2 separate regions of the Bombyx mori genome follow, and region 1 is linked to region 2. A link is a contact called in public Hi-C data. All regions are on one chromosome and are shown on one strand. The core of a region is the stretch at or near the end of the contact, and the rest is flanking DNA. Distances in the headings are between cores, read along the strand shown. Region 1 overlaps LOC101737978 (unc-112-related protein). Region 2 overlaps LOC101737978 (unc-112-related protein).

The links. A called contact is a pair of places that touch in the nucleus more often than the background predicts.
Region 1: a Hi-C map of posterior silk gland shows a contact between it and region 2, with 1.8 times the contacts expected there. The contact joins two enhancer-like sites. A contact is called at or near these places in 4 of 7 Hi-C or Micro-C datasets (middle silk gland, midgut, posterior silk gland and 1 more).

The regions. Positions count from the first base shown.
Region 1 is chr25:10,885,413-10,888,998 of ASM3026992v2, reverse strand. All of the region lies in intron 1 of LOC101737978 (unc-112-related protein), which reads left to right. Among protein-coding and RNA genes, the nearest start is that of LOC101737978, 5.4 kb to the left of the region's middle. Within about 2 kb of position 1,443, at least 6 of the 8 cell types and tissues checked have open chromatin away from gene starts, as enhancers often do.
Region 2 is chr25:10,851,196-10,854,794 of ASM3026992v2, reverse strand. All of the region lies in intron 2 of LOC101737978 (unc-112-related protein), which reads left to right. Among protein-coding and RNA genes, the nearest start is that of LOC101738108, 21 kb to the right of the region's middle. Within about 2 kb of position 1,609, at least 3 of the 8 cell types and tissues checked have open chromatin away from gene starts, as enhancers often do.

The DNA.
Region 1 (3,586 bases), core at 194-2,693, 34 kb before region 2:
AAATGTTCGCTCGCGTTGTTGTTTTATAAACAATTTCAAACAGGCGAATCATTTGGTCTGAAAACTATAAATAACTGGTGTTTCATCTGTTGTATAAATCTTGTGCTTAGTTATAGCAAAGTATGTTCAGGCTTGGTATTTTTGATTGAATAGTTGATAACCGAGATAACCAAACGGCAAACCAAAAACGTTCATGAAAAGAATGGTGTTGCATCCCGAAATATACACAACGTAGCTTATTAGGACTAGAAGGGTCGACTACAAAAATATTTGACACGGAGGAAGAAAAAAACTTCAATGATCAAGACTCGTCTATATCTCTATATATAAAAATTAATTGCTGTTCGTTAGTCTCGCTAAAACTCGAGAACGGCTGGACCGATTTGGCTTATTTTGGTCTTGAATTATTCGTGGAAGTCCAGAGAGGGTTTAAAAGGTCGATAAATATGAAAATTCTCGGAATTAAATAAAAATAACAATTTTGTTTTTCCTATGATGTGTCCCCCGTCAGACGGATTCTTTTTGTTTGTTTTAAGTTTATTTTATACAGAAGTTTAGGTATTTTATTGATCGATTGAGGCACTACGAAGTCTGCCGGGTCAGCTAGCTATTTAATAAATATCATAACAGCCCGACACGAACCAGGAACATTGAACGAAAAGAATGAAAAAAATTAGATATTTTGTATATCAGAACCTCGACTAATATCGAATATTTTTACACAGGTACTTCATACATTGATAACCTATCGTCTGTGCTTAGTAAGAGTAATTGTTTATTCGTTGACTATTAATTTTGTGCCTCGGAATTTTATCATGTAGGTATGTTGTTATTAATATAATAATCTACTATTCTTAACATTGAAATATAAATTCACGTGTTTGTGCCTTATGAAGAAAATTAAATTCATTAATTATTCCTATACTTGAATTATTCTGTTTTCATTACAAATATTGATAAAGGAATTAAGTGTGAAATATAATATTCTTGCTGCAATTAATTAAGATTTACAGTCCAAACTTGACTCTTTCTCTAAGTATACTTCTTTCAACAGAATCTAATGTTTAATTAAATAGTATAGAATTCGGGTTCTCCTTTTAAAATCCAAAATAATGGGTGCGAAATAAAGATCATCGTGATTTTGTACTAATTAATGATCATTCTAATAATTAAATGACATTAATATTTATCTATGCTATTGACAAGTTTTACGTAAATAGTCGCGTAATACAACGGAACTATAGATAACATAATGCATCTTCATAAGTATTGTAAAATAACATTACGTAATCCTTAACGAAAAGAAACGCTCATTGATTCGTGCCCTGTGCAAAATTAATGTACCGTTTCCTTTTTCTTGGTAAACGGATGCGTGCACGCACGTTCCGAGAAGCCGCCATGTTGTATCGTATATTTCCGGCGTCTCGTCCCCACCACGTCCATCGCAGATAACGTTATCATCCTCTTGTTCCATCGCCGTGATGAGGTACTTGACCATTCGGTAGCTAAGGACGTTGACTTGATTCATATTTTTAGCTTAGTAAACATTTCTTACGTCGCGTAGTTAACCCAGTCTAAACACAAGCCGAGGTGGATTAAACTGGCGTGTTGCCATAAAAGTCGTTTTTTTTATCGTATTTCATAACTTATTTCTATTTTGATCAACTCAAACAATGGAAACTTATGGAAATAAAGGTTTTTTATACTTGTTTCTTCATTTAACCTTTAAATTCAAGTTGTAGCTTAAACGTATTTCCATTTATGGATTAGATTGACGACTCGGAAAACTCCTAAAAGCGCACAAAATTAGTATGCGTAAACGTACAAGGTAAAACCTGGACCATTGTATTCACCAGGAAACTAATTGCAGTTAATTAATCCATATGCGGAAAACCGTGTAGGCGATTGATAGCTTCCCCCCTATCCCTTCCCTCTGATAAATTCCATCGATTTTATCTCGAACTATTTAAGTTATCAGTGTAACTGTCGTTGCGGTGAGGGACTGGCGATAATGCGTGATATCCTAGCGTTTGTAATAAAGAGTTTTTGTCATCGTGTTCTGATATGCCCGCGTCACTCACTGGCTTGAAATAAACATTCGCCGATAAAACGAAAAAAGAAAAAAAAAACAGGAACTTAAAGCGGTAGTATTTATAATGACTTCAACCTTGAATTGAACTATGTCCTTTATTGCTAATAATACGGCGTCCGATTCACGCAGTATACTTTTGTGATTAACTTTGACGACTAGAATTAATGTTATTGCTCGTAGACGCGGCGTCACGTCTATAAATCTATTTTATAAATGTCACTGATAACCGTTGATGGATGCGAAATAATTAACAACGCGATAATTAACTGCCAAGGATAATATTGTTACAGTAAAATCTGTTACATTACAGATCTGATTGCAATGAGGAGGTCGATGACCGTTAGCGAACAGGCACTTTGAAGGGTAGCTGCCGATTATGGCGGCGGATCCTATGGACAGCCGGATACTAACGGTTGTGCAAATTCAATCACTATCAATCCATCATAATTACTCAGGCTTCGTTGTACGTTATGATATTGTAGATGATTTGATATAATATTTTGGAATACTCAGTAAATATCCACATATCACTCTTTTCCCTATTCGCTGGTAACCTAAGGGGCTATTCCAGCTTCTCGCGGACGGTTAGCTAAGCTCACGAGCTCAACCTGAAACAATTTGCTAACACTAGGTCTAGCAACCCACTGAATCGCGACCCACTGAGAAGATCCGCCGAGAAACTCAGTGGGTACATATCACACAATATTGACACAAAAGAGTTGTTAGTCTTGTCACGTATGATGAATCTAGTCTTAGTGTTTGCTTATGATTCTGTAATTTAAAATAGTCTTTGCATAAATATTCAATGAGTTTCGCAAATTAATATTCAACGCGTATAAGTAACATCTGCTGTCTTTATTGTCTTCGACGTCCCATTTCGTTTATTTGATTTCATCAAACTCAATGTAAATATAATGTGTATATGTGTTGTGTTGTCTTACGGTTGTAATGAATTGTAAACCGGACCTCGGTCACGTAATGTGTGTCGAAAAAATCCATTAGCAAATAGCCATCAGCTACTGTTATTACTAATGACATTTTCCTTAAAGCAATAAAATATATAAATTTTTTGTTTTTGTTTTTATTGGAATGTTCTCGATTCCTACATCTATGTAGGCTGTGTGTCGAGAATACCATGTAAACACATAACGCGCTTGGCAACTTCCACTAAGTATGTATTTTTAAACAACTGGTCAGAACAGTCCGGGTGTATAGTTAAATGTTTTCAGCAACAGTCGATAGAACACAAAACTGTTTACGCGTCGAATCCACAATGATATCCGTCACACGCATTAGCAAAACGGAATACGGCCTCGCATTGTTATCCATTGTCATGCAAAGGAACACGCTGCGGTAGCTCACACCTCAATTCAATATGAAACATTATAACCAGCGTACGTATTCTGAATTACAACGACACGGCGCTTATTCTTTCTCCTCGCCCTTGAAAAAGTCTTACATTTGCTTCACAAAAGAGTTACGTGAAAGCTGGGC
Region 2 (3,599 bases), core at 360-2,859:
AAAGTTAACTCAAATTTGTATGCAGTAGGAACAGCGCCCCTAGCGGCAAACGTTCCAAGTCCATACAAATTTGAGTTAACTTTTACGCTATCGAGAGCGTTAAAAAACTCGCACGAAACACACTGAAGTTGCTTGACGTTAGACGGGCGGTCGGTCGCTAAACTCATGCCAAATTTCTCTGCAGCATGACAATAGGACAGCCGCGCCGATCGCACATATCGTTTGATAATGCTAACAAGAAGAAGAAGAAGTTCTGTCACTGACTAATGTTGCTGACCATAAGTATACGCGTTGAGACACCGTTGGGAAAATCTTAACAATGAATACAAGCCACAAGACTGCCGATCTTATAAATGCGATGTTTTGATTATAGTTGACTCCATTCAAGCAGGAATCGAATTTATCTTAAAATAACCACTTTCGAATTGACACGTAAAAACTATAGTTTGGTGTACACGACTAACGTAACCACCTGCCATAATTGCTAATTCCACAACGTGAAAAATCATAATTCAAAATATCAAGAAATAACTAATCTTGTTTAGCCGAACGCGTGATTCAGGAAAGTTTAAAATGGTATCCAGGATAGGAATTAGAAAAATAAGTGTCGCTACTGCTACTAAGAATGAATGACAGAAGAGTAGTCAATTAAAACTATTTTTACGGATTAATCTAACGTATTTTATTATCTTTGTATTCTATCGGAAATTTGATGATTAAGCCATAAAAGTTATTTTAATGATTAGTATGATCATGGACGACTACCGACTACACTACGATATACCGACGACCTAGTAAAAAGCGCTGGGTCTCGTTGGATGCAGGTGGCAATGGACCGGTCGCACTGGAAATCTATTGGAGAGGCCTATGTTCAGCAGTGGACGGCGATAGGCTGAAATGATGATGATAATCATGGAGAAGCTCAATAAGACTGAATATATAACAACGTTGGACCTCCAAATCAAATATAATAGAAAAATAAATAACTGAAAACAAATCACGCACGGTCATTCCGCTCCAAATTAGGAGGATTCCTTTTGTAGTTGGTACCAGAGACTGACATACATCTGCCGTGAAGCAGTAATGTGTTTCGGTTTGAAGGATGGGGCTGCCGTTGTAACTATACTGAGACCTTAGAACTCATATCTCAAGGTGGGTTGCGACTTTTACGTTTGAGTTGTCTATGGGCTCCGATAACCAATTAACATCAGATGGGCCGTGAGCTCATCCACCTATCTAAGCAATAGAAAAAAAAAACACTTATATACGTTTGAATATATAGATAATAAACACCCAGACAAAAAGGAAAAAAACCGGCTCATTACACGAATGTCGATAAGGGAATCGAACCCACGACCCTCGGCGCAACAGTTAGGGCACTAATTACTGCGCCACCGAGTCAGTCAAATGATTATGAATTTACAGATTGATTCAGATTGAATCGGCTGTACGTACTTTTAACATAACTCAGCAACCAATTTTTTTTTTTTTAATTCCATGATGACTCACGTCTTGCAATTAGATGTTACAGTTCTGACGGTGTTCCTTAAAACCGGCTCTGACTCATGCATCGAGTAAAACTAATGTGCTGAAAAAAACCGGTATATTTTGACCTCGCGCGACCCTCGCAGCCGTAAGAATAAAAATTGTTGCATCGTTCTTCCACAGGCTCTCGTCTGATTGGTCCTGTTTGAAACCGATAAATTAAAGATGTACGTATTTACAATACGATATTTTCAAGGGATTTTGCGAATTGTAACGACACTCTTAGAACACATTCGAGGCTTCATCTCGCGTTTACAATTTCCGACATTTCAAAGACTAAGACTTTGGTTAGATTGATTAGTACATCTTTGACTGTAATAATATAATAAGGGTTTTTTTTTTCATAAAAAATAACCAAATATAAATGTTTTATTGGACCTTCACCGATCTCATAGGAAATCTACATTATTAACATGCGTACAGTGTGCTTAGTGCGAGTTTTTTAACGTTCTCGCGAGCGTAAAAGTTAACTCAAATTTGTATGCAGTTGGAGCAGCGCCCCTAGCGGTGAACGTAGACAAACGTTCTCACTCCATAGAAAATTGGGTTAACTTTTACGCTATCGAGAACGTTAAAAAACTCGCAATAAGCCCACAGATATATTATTATGTATACACAAAATAGATACTGTTCAAATTTGATATACTTAAACACGTGAGAAGAACTTGAAATTCAAAATTACTAGAGTTGCGCTTAAATTTAAGTTTCCGGGATAATGTTGGTTATTCGTAACGAGGTAAAAGATACTGCAAATTATATTAGCCATTAGTTTTTGCGTGATCCTCCTACATATATTAATCAACTGCTATACAAAAACTTGGTATGTGAACAATTACCTTCTACCAAATCAGTTTCTTTGTTCTCATGTGTTTTAATGCAATCTTGTTCGTTACTTGCATCCGGATATCTGTATGTATCTGTATGCGTGCGTATCTAACAGCTCTATAATAGTATCGATAGATTGGGTTGTTTTTACGCCGAAAATAGAACTTTGTCGTACAAAGTATACGATTTAAATTGTAATTTCCACATTCAACGATTTGGGCGATGGAGACAAACAAAACAAACCCCGAATAAGGAATATCCGTCGTTAACACGACCGGAAATCGAACTAGGAACTCGTAGGCAGTTTTGCAGTAGGCAGCGGCTTGGCTCTGCTCCTGGCATTGCTGAAGTCCGTGGGCGACGGTAACCACTTACCATCAGGTGGGCCGTACGACTGCCTAGAAAGACAATAAAAAAAAAAAAAGTTGTCACCATAGATAATACACATAAATTAGTTATAGACAAGCAACTCAAGCACTCAACAAAAATGTTTACGGGCGTCGGCCACTAGATGGCTTCGCTTCGATTAGTTTCTCATTGCTCCTGTAGATGGCAGTAACATATAACATATCCTATATTTTACTTTCAATAAATCAATTTTGTAAATTTTCAGAAACCACAAATTGATAAAATTTAATCAATTTGTCTATAACAAATGAAGACTTGTATGATTTATTAAAAAAAAATCTGTGTTTAGTTATTCAATAATTAAATGCCTTAACTTTAATAACATATAAGTTTAAGGGCATCCCCTAAAAGATGTCGCTAGTTTCCATACAAACAAAATATTTGTCTTAAAGTATCGGCAGTTTCAGAGCCTGGTTATCAGAGCTACTAACAACTCTACCAACATCTATCAATTGTTCACGTTTGTTTTCAACACGTAACTCGACAACGCGAAAAGTGGGAAATTCGTATATATCATTGTCTATGTCAATCATTCCTTGACGTAATCATTGACGCATATTTTGATGATTCTCGTGTGCGTCATAGCTCATATAAAATTATAGACTCGAATGTTAGATCATTAAAAATTCCAAGTGACTGATGTTTTTGTTTTTGAAGTACCTACTTACTACCTTGCTGTACTGGACGTAAGCAGGCGTTCCGGTTCGAAGGGTGGGAAAGAGCCGTTATAATCATTGACACACCTGATAAAAAGTCGTCGTGGCCTAAAGGATAAGGCGTCCGGTGCATACGTGTTGAGCGATGCACCGGTGTTCGAATTT